2 separate regions of the Danio rerio genome follow, and region 2 is linked to region 1. Evidence: chromatin contacts called from public Micro-C data. All regions are on one chromosome and are shown on one strand. Each heading gives the region's core, a stretch centred on a gene start, on an enhancer-like site or on the middle of the called end of the contact. The rest is flanking DNA. Distances are from core to core; before and after follow the strand shown.

What was found. Hi-C and Micro-C count contacts between places; a contact is called where the count stands out from the background.
Region 2: a Micro-C map of caudal fin shows a contact between it and region 1, with 2.1 times the contacts expected there. The contact joins two enhancer-like sites. A contact is called at or near these places in 2 of 18 Hi-C or Micro-C datasets (caudal fin and an unstated tissue).

What each region holds. Positions count from the first base shown.
Region 1 is chr18:46,020,494-46,027,603 of GRCz12tu, forward strand. The region is part of intron 4 of nectin1b (nectin cell adhesion molecule 1b); the gene reads left to right. Among named protein-coding and RNA genes, the nearest start is that of nectin1b, 190 kb to the left of the region's middle. Within about 2 kb of position 3,303, at least 15 of the 62 cell types and tissues checked have an H3K27ac peak or open chromatin away from gene starts, as enhancers often do. A contact at or near this core is called in caudal fin, where this site is marked.
Region 2 is chr18:46,087,372-46,094,481 of GRCz12tu, forward strand. The region is part of intron 7 of nectin1b (nectin cell adhesion molecule 1b); the gene reads left to right. Among named protein-coding and RNA genes, the nearest start is that of nectin1b, 250 kb to the left of the region's middle. Within about 2 kb of position 3,445, at least 6 of the 62 cell types and tissues checked have an H3K27ac peak or open chromatin away from gene starts, as enhancers often do. A contact at or near this core is called in caudal fin, where this site is marked.

The sequences.
Region 1 (7,110 bases), core at 2,053-4,552:
ACATGCAATTTTCTAGATGACCATTTCTGCATTATCTGAAGTGACATTTACAGCCTGCTTTACTTGGGTGTAGAGCTGCACGATTCTGGCTAAAATGAAAATCGCAAATTTTTTATTTTTTAAATTTATTTATTGATTTTTTTTTTTGCCTAAAATAAAGATCACGATTTTCTCACGATTCTGTAGATATAAAATAAAGTTTAATATGAGTGGGCTATTATTATTGTTATTCTTAAACATGTGGTAAAACAGCTTTAGGCTATGGTTAGCTGTACTGTTGCTAAAATGCTAAATGTTGTATAGACCTGGAATGGTGGACTTGAAAAGACTTTAGATTTGTCCTGGTCATTAATGCTGATGATAATTTTGATGCTGAATTATAGTGGTAGAGACATATGCTTACAATCTGTCATTTTCTGCTTAAAATCCATCACTGACGTGATTTTTCGTGAATACAGAAGATTGGGTGGGTATTTTTGCATTTCGGCGGGTTTTTGGATACTTTTTGGGCTGGAATCAGTCAGCTACATCTGGCAACACTGTGTGAGCTTTCGGTTTCATTTTCACTGTTAAGAGCGGTTCACTTCCTGCGCGGCTCCCAAACGATCACTCTGTGCCACAAACTGAATGTTATTTACAACTAGATTACCTGTTATTCAAAGCATATGCAGGTTCTGTTCACTTAAGTAAACTTCTTTATGAGACGAGCACGCGTGCGCCAACCCTCCCTGTGGTAACAGCTGACGGTCAGCTCACGTCACATGTGATTTTGCAGTCATTTTTGAGTTGAATTATATCTTATAAATACAGCATGTGATTCTTTCAACACCATTTGGAGGTGTCCACGTTGCTGAACAACGTATGTAAAACAATGTGAAGACTTGTGCGGCCACCTTTGCTTCTCTCCTGAACTTGAAAATATGATTGACAGAATCATAGAAATGCTGGATTAAGATCGTCTAGGGGATCGAATCGAGATCACAATCATTTCACGATTAATTTTGCAGCTCTACTTGGGTGTTTAGTTAATTCCTGAATGGAGAACAACCTTAAAGGGATAGTTCACCCCAAAATTTACATTTACATTTACTTTCCCTTGACTTATTACAAATCTGCTTGAGGTTTTGAAGAATGCTAGAAACCTGTAGCATTTGACCTCTATAGTAGGAAAAAAACAAACAAACAATGGAAGTCAATGACTATGTTTACATAGATATCAGTAAACAAGTTATTTGCCTTAATCTGAATAAGACAATAATATGATTAAGGCGTTTACATTAGTTGCTATTTGGACGTTCCTTTCATGATCCTGTTTTACGTTTTGCACAATTTGATTAACATTATTGCTTCACCACACAATCCACATTTCCTACTGATTTTCATGTAATTTCAGGTGTTTCATTTTGAATTTGTAGACTTTAACTGCAGTTTGGCACTTTCACTTTCATCCAGGAACGTTTCATGATTGCTGTGTTTATATGTCTGTACTGCACTTCAATAATGCATCTAAAATCAACATACTCCATGTCTTATTTCGATTTCTGTTGGGTTTATGACCTTAATCGATTTTAAATTGAGATTAAATTAGCCAAAAGTCTCTGTTTTCATGTAGACCCTTAACATATAGACACTTAATTAGAGTATTGTCTTAAACCTATTCAGATTATTGGTCTCCATATAAACATACTTCATCAATTCCATCATTTTTGTTTTTAATGTCTTGCTGGTTCTGGTTTAAATGTCTTGCTGGTTATTCCTTTTTGAACTATCCCATTAACGTTTGCAGTTATTGTTTTGTTATTTTCCATCATAATCTTACTTATAACAAGATAAAAAGATATATTATCCACAACCATGGATTTAAAAAAAACTGTAACACTTTATTTTGATGGTCCAGTTGAGTATTAGCAGACTATAGATTGTTGATACAGACATTTAACTGACTATAAGAAACTTTGCAAGCACATGTCAACTTACACTAACCCCAACCCCAACCCCAACCCTAACAGTCTACTCGTAGCCTAATGAGAATTAGTTGGCATGTAGATACAATGTAACTTAAACTTAACAAATGGACCATCAAAATAAAGCGTGACCAAAAAAATCTGTTAAAAAATCAGTTAACAGACAATCATACACAAACGATACATCTAGTTAAAATCAAGTTATAAAAATCACATATATTTGGATTAAATTCACTAATTTAATTAAATTATTATTTTTTTTTAAATTAAATATAGACTTTAAATGGAGAAGAACATTTTAAACTGCTGATGACCATGCAATTTCATGACCTTTTGTCAGGTCCAGTTGTGTTGGTTTGGCTTGTAGACAAGAGTAACCACATTTTTACATTATTCATCAGCTATTTCCCAACCATTCTGTAGTGGTGAGGATGTATTGCTGAATCATCCTTAATATTGAACAACGTGTCTTAACTAGGTGTTTTTGTAATTTTTTCTTTTGTCTTGACTAGTGTAAAGCGCAGCGTGGTGGACACCACAAACTCCTCTGAGGCATTGGCAGCCTTTCCCACCGTCTGTTTGTGCAGTTTTTTTCTAACAACCATGCCACTGCCTGTAGAAAATGTACAATGGGTTCATTGATCCACCGTTTTCAGTAACTATTGAGTGACCCTGTTGAGAAGCAAGACCTTCATGGGTCTCATTTCCCTCCGGCGGCCCAGAAGCAAAGGCCTGGGGATTGTGGGATTTGATCTTTGAGTCATGTACTGAGAAATGATTGCAAGAAAATCTCAAACCGACACGGACTGCTTTAGTATGGAATTTCATCAGAGCTATTCAACAGATGAGCGTGTCTTGACTCAGTCGTCCATTGTGGGTTAAAGCCACCGCTACCTCATGAAATTTCACAGTGGCCAGCCTCCCCTGCGGTTTAACCGCTGCGCCCTCTTCTTGAGAAACATATGCGTCATTTGTGAGCCTATTAATGAGAAGCGTACGATCAGAGAGAGCCGCCATTTGTGAGCCTTTGGGGCGTCGTAGAAAAAGTCATGTTGCTGCTTGTCGCGATGCTTCGTTTGGCCTTTACTATCGCTGACTTCCTGGCACACCTGCATTTCATTACTCCCGAATGCAGAACAGGTTCCTCTCTGGCGCATATGCCAAGTGTCATCTATAGACACCTTTGTTGATTAAAGAAACAGCTGCCATCTGGTCAGGCTGGGCAGCGGGTTTAAGTGTCACCTTTGCCTTGTAGGCTTGGCTCGGTAGTGGCACAAACAACCTTGGAGCCCCAGACTTGTCACAGTCCACTGGCCAAGCGGAGTGCTGTGAGCGGCACGGTGGGAAGCAGAAGAGTCTAGAAGGTGGGACTAGGGGCCACATTTGAAAGCATGCATGAGTCATTGCATTGCAAGTTTAGCCATACATTTACCATTAGGCTTATCATAGGGATGTGTTTTTGGTGACTGAGCATTTCAAGCCAGTTCAAAGCATTCAGACACAAGGAATTATACTGTTTGTAACATTATAAGATTAAATGTACTGTATGTGTGTATATTATATTAGGCATAGAACGATAACAGTTTAGACCAGTTTTGAATAGAATCATATCCAAAAGATGCCTTTTCAAATTGTACAGAAATCGGTTTATGAAACTAACGTAGATAGCAGAAGTCAATGATTTTTTAAATGACGTTTACTGTTCCAAAATATTTAAAAATGTTTCTTAAAATAAAATATATAGTGTTTAATAGGGAAAAAAAATGTTGTTTATTACCCGGAAATTTAAAATTAACATTTTAAAGCAGTAATCACAATACCGCAAAACCGTGATTTATTTATTTATTTATTTTTTTTTTAAAGGTTGTAATAACATCAGAATCCTATTAACGTTGGTTTAAATGAGAATTTAATGACATTGCGATAACAATTATGCGATTTAATGGCAGCTGTTTGCGTAGCTTGTCAATCAACTATGGCTTCATGTAAAACTGCAACATAAAATAAGGTGTATTAACACCAAACTCACCTTAAAACTATAGATTAGTGTTTAAAATCATTGTAGTCGTGCGTTTATTATTTAAGCTGAATAACTGAAAGCAGTTAAATAATCAGTTTATTTTGTAACCTCTTTTTTCCCCCCAGGGTATTTCCCAGGTTTCTTTGTGTGTACTTAAATAAGGTTTTGGGTTTCCGCAAGAGCACCCTCTGGCTTTTCGGAGGAGATTTTCTGCAAATCAAGCCATTTCTTGAGTCTTTGCAAATCCAATTTAATTAATCAATGAACTATGGCTATGATTAAATGCTGCATGTGAAATTGCAACATTTAAAAATAAGGTGATTTTTAACACAAAACTCGCCTTAACTAATAAACACAACTATGAAAATACTTCAAACACTCAAAGTTACGCTGATTAACTGAAACCATTTAAATCTTCGGTTTATTTTGCAACCTCTGTTTTCCCCAAAGGATCTCCCAGGTTTCTTTGTGTGTACTTGAATAGGTTTTTGGATTTCTGCGAGAATGCCCTCTGGCTTTTCGAGGAGATTTACCACAAATCAAGCCGTTTTTTTTTTTTTTTTTTGAGTCTTTGCAAATTCCATTTGATTAATCGCCCATTCATAAAATACAACAAATGCAATGGAGTGTTATTTTACAATTATTATTGTAATTATTATTATTTCATATACATAATTATATACAATTATTATTCAATTTCTGCCTCAATTCTGCTAGAATACCAGAAAACCATAGGATACTGATCATTTCATTTGCTCTATTGTTTTTTTTTTTTTTTTGTTTTTTTGTTTTTTCAGATGCACTCCCATAAAAATCATACAAATTAATCAAACAGAGCCATTTGTGCCATCTGGTGAAAGTATACTTAATATATTTCACATTTCCAGGTTTCTCAATAGCGGTAGTCGTCATAGTTGGATAAAGAGCGCAGTGAATGGGATAATACAACAAATATTGTTATTACAATCCAGTTTTCTAAGATAATGAACAAAAAAACTCCACAATGGTGTTATCAAGACTTTAAGAAAAAGGAAAAAAAATAGTATGAGACTGATAACAGAAAGCCAGAAGAGAAAACAATGTCAAATTTACTGCCCTGCCCCATTGATGCTGCATTAGAAACACCACACATAATCTGTAATGAGTTTTTTTTTGTTATTTGATGAAAACATGATGCAATACATACATAAAAACATAAATGTTCATACCATTAAAAAAAAAAAAAAAAAAAAAACTAACTATCAAAAACTTTAGAAAACTTTAAAGGATTTAAGATGCTGATATCCGTTAAATGCATCTTAGCAGTCTTGTGAATTGCAATTTGTATTGCAGAAAAATAAAATGTTGCCAATTTGACCGTTTCATGTATGCATCTATCATGCGGCCCTAGGTGGTACACATCATTAGTAACAGAAGCGGTGGCAGCGGTATGGTCCAGTGTGGGAGACTATAGAGTCGCCCTGCCCTTCACAGGTCTAATCAACCAAACCCTGTGCCGCCCCGAGGACTGCCTACGCCTCGTTGATAAGAAGGCCTGTTTAAAATACGGTGCAGCGTGGGGATTTCTGCCTCACTAGACTGCAAGATGAAAAAGCACGAGATGGCCTTGTCATCTGGCATTCTTTTAAGTAGGTCACTATAAGGTTCACTTGATTTCGGCTGAGCGAATCGGGCCGCTTGGCTTGGAAGAACTCATACATATTCATCAGGGCTGTTTTTGTTGTGCTGCCTGCATATTTAATCTTTAAAGCCATAGCATTACAATTACAAAACAAGTCATTTGCGTGGACGCTTTTGCTAAATATGAAAAATTAATAATTCCATTGTTGATAACCAAAAGAGTTGGCTGGATTGGGAATATGAGCAAGTTGTTAACTGGAACTCAATACTTGTTTCCCCACAGCGGTGTAAATTGTTACCTTTGATCATTGTCGAACTAAATGCATAAATTATGGAAAAAAAAGTCTTAATTATGCTTGTAGACTTGTATTTGGAAGTTTTTTACATGGAATTTTGATTATGAAAAGCATTAAAGCAGTGGTGTCGAACTCCGTTTTTACTGAGGAGTTTATAGTTTCAATCTTACTCCAAACACACCTACCTGCAGGGTTTAATCCTGAAGGACTTGATTAGCTGGACCAGGTGTGTTTAATTTGGGTAGAAGTTAAACTCTGCAGCTTAACACTTTGGGGCTGTTTATACCTGCACTCTAACAATGGTGATTGCTGTTTGTTCAAACTACTTTTTAAAATAAGCTAAACAAGAGCAACCTAATTGTTTTATGTTCAGTGTTCAAAACTGAACACTGTTTCAGTTAACTTAATTTCTTCATTTTGTCGCAACACAAATTAAAATCGGAATCATATGATTATCAAATCAGAATCCTATTAAAATAAAGTCAAAATTATGTCCAAATCAAATCACAATCATATCCAAATCTAAATCATTTCTAAATCAAATCAGAATCATATGTAACTCAAATTTAAATCATATCCAAATCAAATTCAAATCACATTTAAATCAAATCGAAATCATATTCAAATCAAATCAGAATTTTATCCAAATAAAATCAGAATTGTATCCAAATCAAATTGAAATCATATCGGAGTCATATCCAAATCTAATCAAAATCATATTTAAATCAAATTGGAATCATATCCAAATCAATTCGGAATCATATCCAAATCAAATCGGAATTATATCCAAATCAAATCGGAATTATATCCAAATCATAATCATATCCAAATAAAATTTGAATCATATCCATATCAAATCAAAAGCCTTTCCAAATCAAATCTAAATCATATCCAAATCAAATCAGAATCCTATCCAAATCAAATTTGAATCATATCCAAATCAAATCGAAATCATATCCAAATCAAATCTAAATTATATCAGAATCATATCCAAATCAAATCAGGATCGTATCGAAATAAAATCAAAATCAAATCAAATCATAATTATATCAAAATCAAATTCCAAATCATGTCCAAATCAAATCAGAATTATATCTAACTCAAATTTAAATCACATCCAAATCAAATCTAGATTAAATCTGAATCGTATTTAAATTAATTAAGCCAATATTTCTGAAATAATTTTCATTAGCTTTTCAATTAGAGAAAA
Region 2 (7,110 bases), core at 2,195-4,694, 67 kb after region 1:
TTTTGCATTAAACTGAGCATGAAATCAATTAAAACCTATTTACTTTGTAAGCATGCATTACTGGTCCGGTGAGGAATAGTTAATTAGTGCGAGTTAATCCACTAAAGAAATGTCTTTGTAATATCAATCATATGGTGTTCCGTTTTAGTTTGGATAGAAAATTTTTTTTTTCTCCAGCCGTCAGTCTGCTGTGAGCCAGAGATTGGTAAAGCTAAAAGATGTAAGCCGAATCAAGCTTCATTCTCCATTTTATCTCATTCAATATTCCGTTTCATTGGGAAGTCTGTCATAATGCTGAAGTAAAGTCAGTTGAGACTTCTGATTCCCATATACTTTAAGGCTTAAACTGTCGTGAAGTATTTTGTGAAAAAAATATAAAGTGCTTTCATGGTCCAGCTAGCTCTTATCTGATTGGTGGGCACAGAAAATAGGATATATAAGCTGTCACCAGGGCAGTATCTTTTCAAAGGTGTTAAAGGTATATATTGGTACTTTAAAGGTAAATATGAAAGGGATAGTTCACACAAAACTGAAAGTTCTAAATGATACTCAGGGTATCCACTGGGTCTTAAAATGTCCTAAATCTTAAAAACAACATTTTTTAAAAAATTAAATCACTGAAATATTGTGTTATAATAATAATAATAATAATAATAATGATAATAATAATACATTTTATTTATATTGTGCTTTTCTCAGAATCAAAAAATAATAATAATAACAAGAGCATCAAAACATGCTGAAGAACATTTCCAGAAAGTGGTTAAGACAAAAACAGAAGCCAAAAAGTCAAATAAACAAGTAAATAAGAGGGTGATAATGTTGCAAAGGTCAGGAGAAGGCTTTTCTTTTTCTGGGACCCTTTTTAAAACTGTCGGTTGGGTTTAGAGAAGTGGGTGGATGGGTCAATCTTTGCTTTTGAAAACACTATTGGTTGGGTTTAGGGATGGAGAAGGGTGGGTGGGTCAGTTTGTTGGTTGGTTAGTCAGTCATTCAGTCAGTTGACAGCGGCCTTTGGCAGATTTACATGAGAACAGTATGTGTGAATGGCACTCACTGGTCTCACTGGTGGAATACACACCGATCTCTGGTAGATTCGCGAAAACAAAAGCTGCTAAAAGTATACATCTTGGGATGCATTTGGCGCTTCCCAAAAATGTATATAGTGGTATGTTTTCAGAATAAGCCTGGGATGTACTTATCATTTGAGAACTCATGAAAAGTTTATAAAAGGAGGAATTCTTTCATTACACACACACAAAAAAACTAAAAATTACAATTATGAAAAATACTCCTACAATAGGACCTACAGTGATGTCTGAGGGTGGTTCATTGATTTCTACCAAGGTGGAAGGAGCATGATTTCCACTGGGGGAGTGCCATGATTTCCGACCTGGGATCCTATTACGATCAAGTGGGATAATTCCCCCATCTGTCCAAACATGATTTCTACTGAGGGGGCCCAGAGCTAAGATCTGTGCATTGGGATCAGAATCCCTAGCAACACCCCCGGCAAGGAGAGATGTTTTAAAACATCTGTATTAATGGGAAACATTATGACTATAATAATAAAAGTCAAGTGTGCTTGAGCATTCTGCCATTTTTATGGCCAAATCTTGAGACATCATATTTATTTTTTAGATTTTTTATGCCTCACTAGGGTTCATAATTTAGTTCAAACAATCCCAGGTTAAACTGAAAGTGGACCAATGTGGGCCTCAACTATATTGCAGATTGAAATATATATTACAGCAGTGCTTCTCAACCACGTACTTAGAAAATATGTTTTGGATGTCTCTTTTCTCTGTCACACTCATTACAGGTCTATCAGTCTCTGCAAATGAGCTGATGGTCTGAATTCAGTGTGTTTGGTTAAGGAGACATGGAGCATGGTTGAGAAACACTGTATTACAGTATTCTAACAGAGCAGTTGGAACAACGTTTGTTGTTATCAAACCTAATCTGCCAATCATGAACCTAATATTTGATTGTTTAAGAGTGTACCACAAAGCAAGTTAGGGATAGTTCACCCAAAACTAAAAATTCTGTCATCATTTACTCACCCTTTACTTTTTGACTTTATTTGCTTGAGCATTCTGTTATTTTTATGACCAAATCTTGAGACATCATATTCTTTTTTTTTTTTTTTTTTTTTAGATTTTTTCTGTACCTGTAGGATTCATAATTTAGTTCAAACAATTCCAGGTTCAATTGAAAGTGGACCAATGTGGGCCTCAAGTGTATTGCAGATTGAAACAAATATTACAGCAGTGCTTCTCAACCACTTTCCTGGAGGACCACCAACACTGCATGTTTTGGATGTCTCGTTTCTATGTCACACTCATTACAGGTCTTTCAGTATCTGCTAATGAGCTGATGGTCTGAATTCAGTGTGTTTGGTTAAGGAGACATGGAGCATGGTTGAGAAACACTGTATTACAGTATTCTATCAGAGCAATCAGACAAAGGTTTGTTGCGATCAAACTAAATCTGCCAATCATGAACCTAATATGTGATTGTTTAAGAGTGTACCACAAAGCAGGCTAGGGATAGTTCTCCCAAAACTGAAAATTCTGTCATCATTTACTCACCCTTTACTTGTTCTAAACCAGTTTGACTTTATTTGCTTGAGCATTCTGTCTTTTTTATGGCCAAATCTTGAGACATCATGTTCAAATTTTAGATGTTCAATGCCCCTGTAGGATTCATAATTTAGTTCAAACAATTCCAGGTTCAATTGAAAGTGGACCAATGTGGGCCTCAAGTGTATTGCAGATTGAAACAAATATTACAGCAGTGCTGCTCAACCACTTTCCTGGAGGACCACCAACACTGCATGTTTTGGATGTCTCTTTTCTATGTCACACTCATTACAGGTCTTTCAGTATCTGCTAATGGTCTGATGATCTGAATTCAGTGTGTTTGGTTAAGGAGACATGGAGCATGGTTGAGAAACACTGTAGTTTACCACAAAGCTAGTTAGAGATAGTTCACCCAAAACTGAAAATTCTGTCATAATTTACTCACTGTTTACTGGTCCCAAACCAGTTTGACTTAAAAAGTATTTTGAAGAAAGCTGGAAACCTCCAACCACTGACTTCCATGGTATTTGTTATCTTTATTATGAAATCCAGTGGTTACAGGTCATCAGCTTTCCTCAAAATATCTGTAGTTAACAGATTAAATAAACTTATAAAGGTTTGAAATCACTTTAAAGTGAGTAAACAGTGATCAAATTTTCATTTTTGGGTTGAACGATCCCTTTAAGACTACTTGTAAAAGCTAATCAAACTGATTGGTTGCTTTACACGTCAGCCAAACAATCTCCTCCTGTGTAAGTGGGTGATTCTTGGCTCAAATAAGCAACCATTTGGGCCAGACTTTACGCAGACTTACTTAACAGTCTGACTAAGCACGTCTATATGAAATAAATCTCCTGTTTCAGATGTCACATTGAAATATGATGTAACTACTCACACTCTCTCGTTCTGTCTCTCCCACATACATACACTTTCACTTTCAGAATTGCGATAATTTCCCAGCTATCAAAACATGCCCGAGAGATTCTTAGCATAAATATATCATAAAGCGAGCAGAAGAGTCATAAGCACTCACGCTCTAGAGTTTATCTTCAGACGGCTCATTGTGACATATTTCCTTATCTATCTCTCCTCCTGTCTTCCGTCTGCTGCATCTTATCAGATTGCTCTGCAGCAGTCAGCATTTAGAAAATCGCTTGTATTTTGGGCCTGAAAGCTGTCTTAAAGACTCTGTCCTAAGCCAGGTTACGCTACGGTTACTAAAGTAACCCTCGTTCCCCGAGGGGGGGAACGGAAATGCTATGTGGAACCTTCCACAATATGGGGTTTTCGTCATATTGTGGAAGGTTCCACATAGCATTGGAGTTCCCCATCCGAAGGGGAATGAATATTACAGCAACATAGAAAAGAGACAGATGACCTCTGCTTAAAAAAAAGAAAGGACTAAAACTCAATCCAGGAGAAGTTTTGCGTGAAATTGTCTGGGGATTGAGGTAGTGGTGTGTGCTGTTGAGGGTTGTACATTTAGTAATTGAACTTTTACTAGTCATTGCTCTGCTTTTGCGTCATGCCTAACAACAGCTTGGTAAAATCAATGGAACACATGAATGGCTTATTGCTTTTCTGAATCGCTGACAATAGCATTAGTGTAAAAGACACTACTGCTCCAACATGTCGTTTTACGTTAAAACCAATAACCACATTTAGTCATTAATTTTCTTTCAGCTTAGTCTCTTTATTCATCAGGGGTCGCTACATTGGATGCCCTTCCAGCTGCAACCCAGTACTGGGAAACATCCATACACCCTTATTCACACTCATACTCTATGGCCAATTTAGTTTATTCAATCCACCTATAGCGCATGTCTTTGGACTGTGGGGGAACCTGCAAGCACCTGGAAGAAACCCACGTCAACATGGCAGAACATGCAAACTCCAATAATCACAATTAATTGCTTGTTGTTAATCAGGCGGGGAATTTTATAGTTTCCGTTTTGAAAAATGTCCATTATAATCAATTATTCACTGTGTTAAATCAATAGGCTTTTTTGTCGAAATAACATCACATTTTATTAGTTTCATGAACAACTTCAGATGTGGCTCTTTCATCAGATTCAACATGATGTGAATGTATCATATGCATGATATATTCTGCTCTGAAGACATGAGACATGACCTAATTTCTACCATCTATTCTGTGCTCACCCTTTTGTTGACCTGAATAAATGGTAGACTTCAATGCTTGACTGCTTTCTTAAGTAGCAGATTAACTGTTTCATATGTCTTGCTCTGAAAATGCTAAGGGTGTAAGTCCATTCCTTCACTTGCTGTGGTCCAGACCAAACACAATGTTGTTGTTGTTTTTTTTTATTTTATTTATTTATTATTTATTTATTTTTTTCATGTAGCTCTATTTCGCACTGCCCTTTTATCAAGTGAACCAGAATTTGTTAACAAAACTTACACGTGTGCTTATTTGATAGAAATGCTTTCCCCTGCTGGATTCATAATTTAGTCCAACCACTCCAAAGTTCAATCGAAAGTGGACCAATGTGGGCCTCAGCTATATTCCAGATTGAAACTGTTCGGTGAACTCTGGATGGCAGTGTTCTAACAGAGGTGTTGGACCAAAGTTTGTTGTGATCAAACTGCCAATTTCAAACACCCTTTAAAGTATGCGATTGTTAAAGCGTGTACCAAGCAACTATTTAAGGATAGTTCAAATAGGTCATCATTTACTCACCCCACTGCCATGACGTGACTCTTACTGTAGTTCAGATGGACTATTCGCATATCATGTATTTTGCTCACACAGGTTGTTTATTTAAAATGTAGGCGTGCACAAACAGAGAGCAACAAAATGTGTGTTATATACATTTAAGTTATAACGGTAAACTATTATTCTCTGACAAACCAGCCTGATCTCATGAGAAAATTTAAGTATTTTAAGTAGTTCAATCATAAAAAAATATACAATTTTAAAAAGGAGGCGTGGCACCCAACCCCACCCCTAACCCCAACTCTCATTGGGGGATGAGCAAATCGTAGTAAATTGTATGAATTAGATTGTACGAATTCATACGAATTAGCCACTAAACCAAAAAGGTACGCATTGCCGTGAGATTGCGTTGGACAAACACACAACAGCCAAAAACAGCAATACCTTTTTTATTTCGTCTATAAATAAAACTTGTATCAGAGCTAGAGGTAAGGCATAAACTGCGTAGAAAATCATATAGTTCCCTACTATGTAGTATGTGAAAAATAATATTCAAGCTTAGTAGTGTGTCTGTTTCATAGTTATTCATAGTATTTGAAAAATAGTAGATGATAAGATTACCTTCACATCCAATGGATACTACGCTATCCCGTAATGCCATGTGAGAGAATTCATGAATAGAAGTGATGCAACACAACTAAAGCTGGTAGCTGATAATGACAAATGGCAAATGTTTCATATATAAAACATAATTTTGAAATAGTAATGTGGTAAATTTAAATTCAAAAGTAGTTCCTACTTGAGTAGTAGGCTAACTCGGACAGCCATATATAGGGATTTAGTTTTTTTATTGATGGTTCATTGTAAAGTGAGGCAGATGGTTGCTTAGCAACAGAACATGACAGTAGTGCACAACTTAAACTATGGGATCCTAAACTCAAAATGTGCAGGGCTTTCAGCATATGTGTCGTATCAAGGTCAAGACATATTCACATTTTAAATTAACTGTAAAGGACTGAGACCAAGACTTTGGCTGCCTCTTAAAAATGCATACTTCCCTACTAGATAGTACTGTGCATTAAAAACAGTGTGTGAGGTGAGTAATATGTCCAAATTCATAGTATTCGAAAAACAAATGGCAATAAGTACTCTGATGACCTACTACTTCTGGCAAGAATCTGAAGTGTGCATCCAATGGATGCTGCACTATTCAATGATGCCACGTGAGAGAAATCATCAATGGGATTGATACGACACTTGCATAGATAGGTCATGTGATAATGACAAATGCCCAATGTAGTACATCTGAATTCCATTTATACTGCTAACATTCATACGATATAGAACATACTTTTCTAACAGTTGTGTAGTAGATTCAAATACCTACTCGAGTAGTAGGCGATTTTGGATGCAACTCAAGACTCTTGGGCTGGGTCTGGGTCCATTTGTTTTTGTGGGCACCAAAGAGAAACTTCCGTATTTACACCTGCCAAAAAGATCCTCACCAAAGGGAGAAATAAACATGAGTTTTATCCAATAGAACCAAACAAGACGGGTGTGAATACACCCTAAGGTTCCAGGTTGATGGGCCTCTTTAAAAACAAAACCAGTCATCCAGTTACTTCGGGCACAGTGTACATATGGTATTAAGATGCATTTTTATCATTCAAATCACAAGTGGATGATGCTTAATATAAGTGTAAACCAGTTCAGAGGGATGTTAGTCAGTGAACTACTGGCATTTTGTATGATGTCAAGCTGAACATTTGTTTTTGTGAGGTTCTTAGTTTGTATGCTGTGAGAAAGATGATTGGTTTAGCGAAAAAGTCACTGGCCCAAAAGAAAATGTTA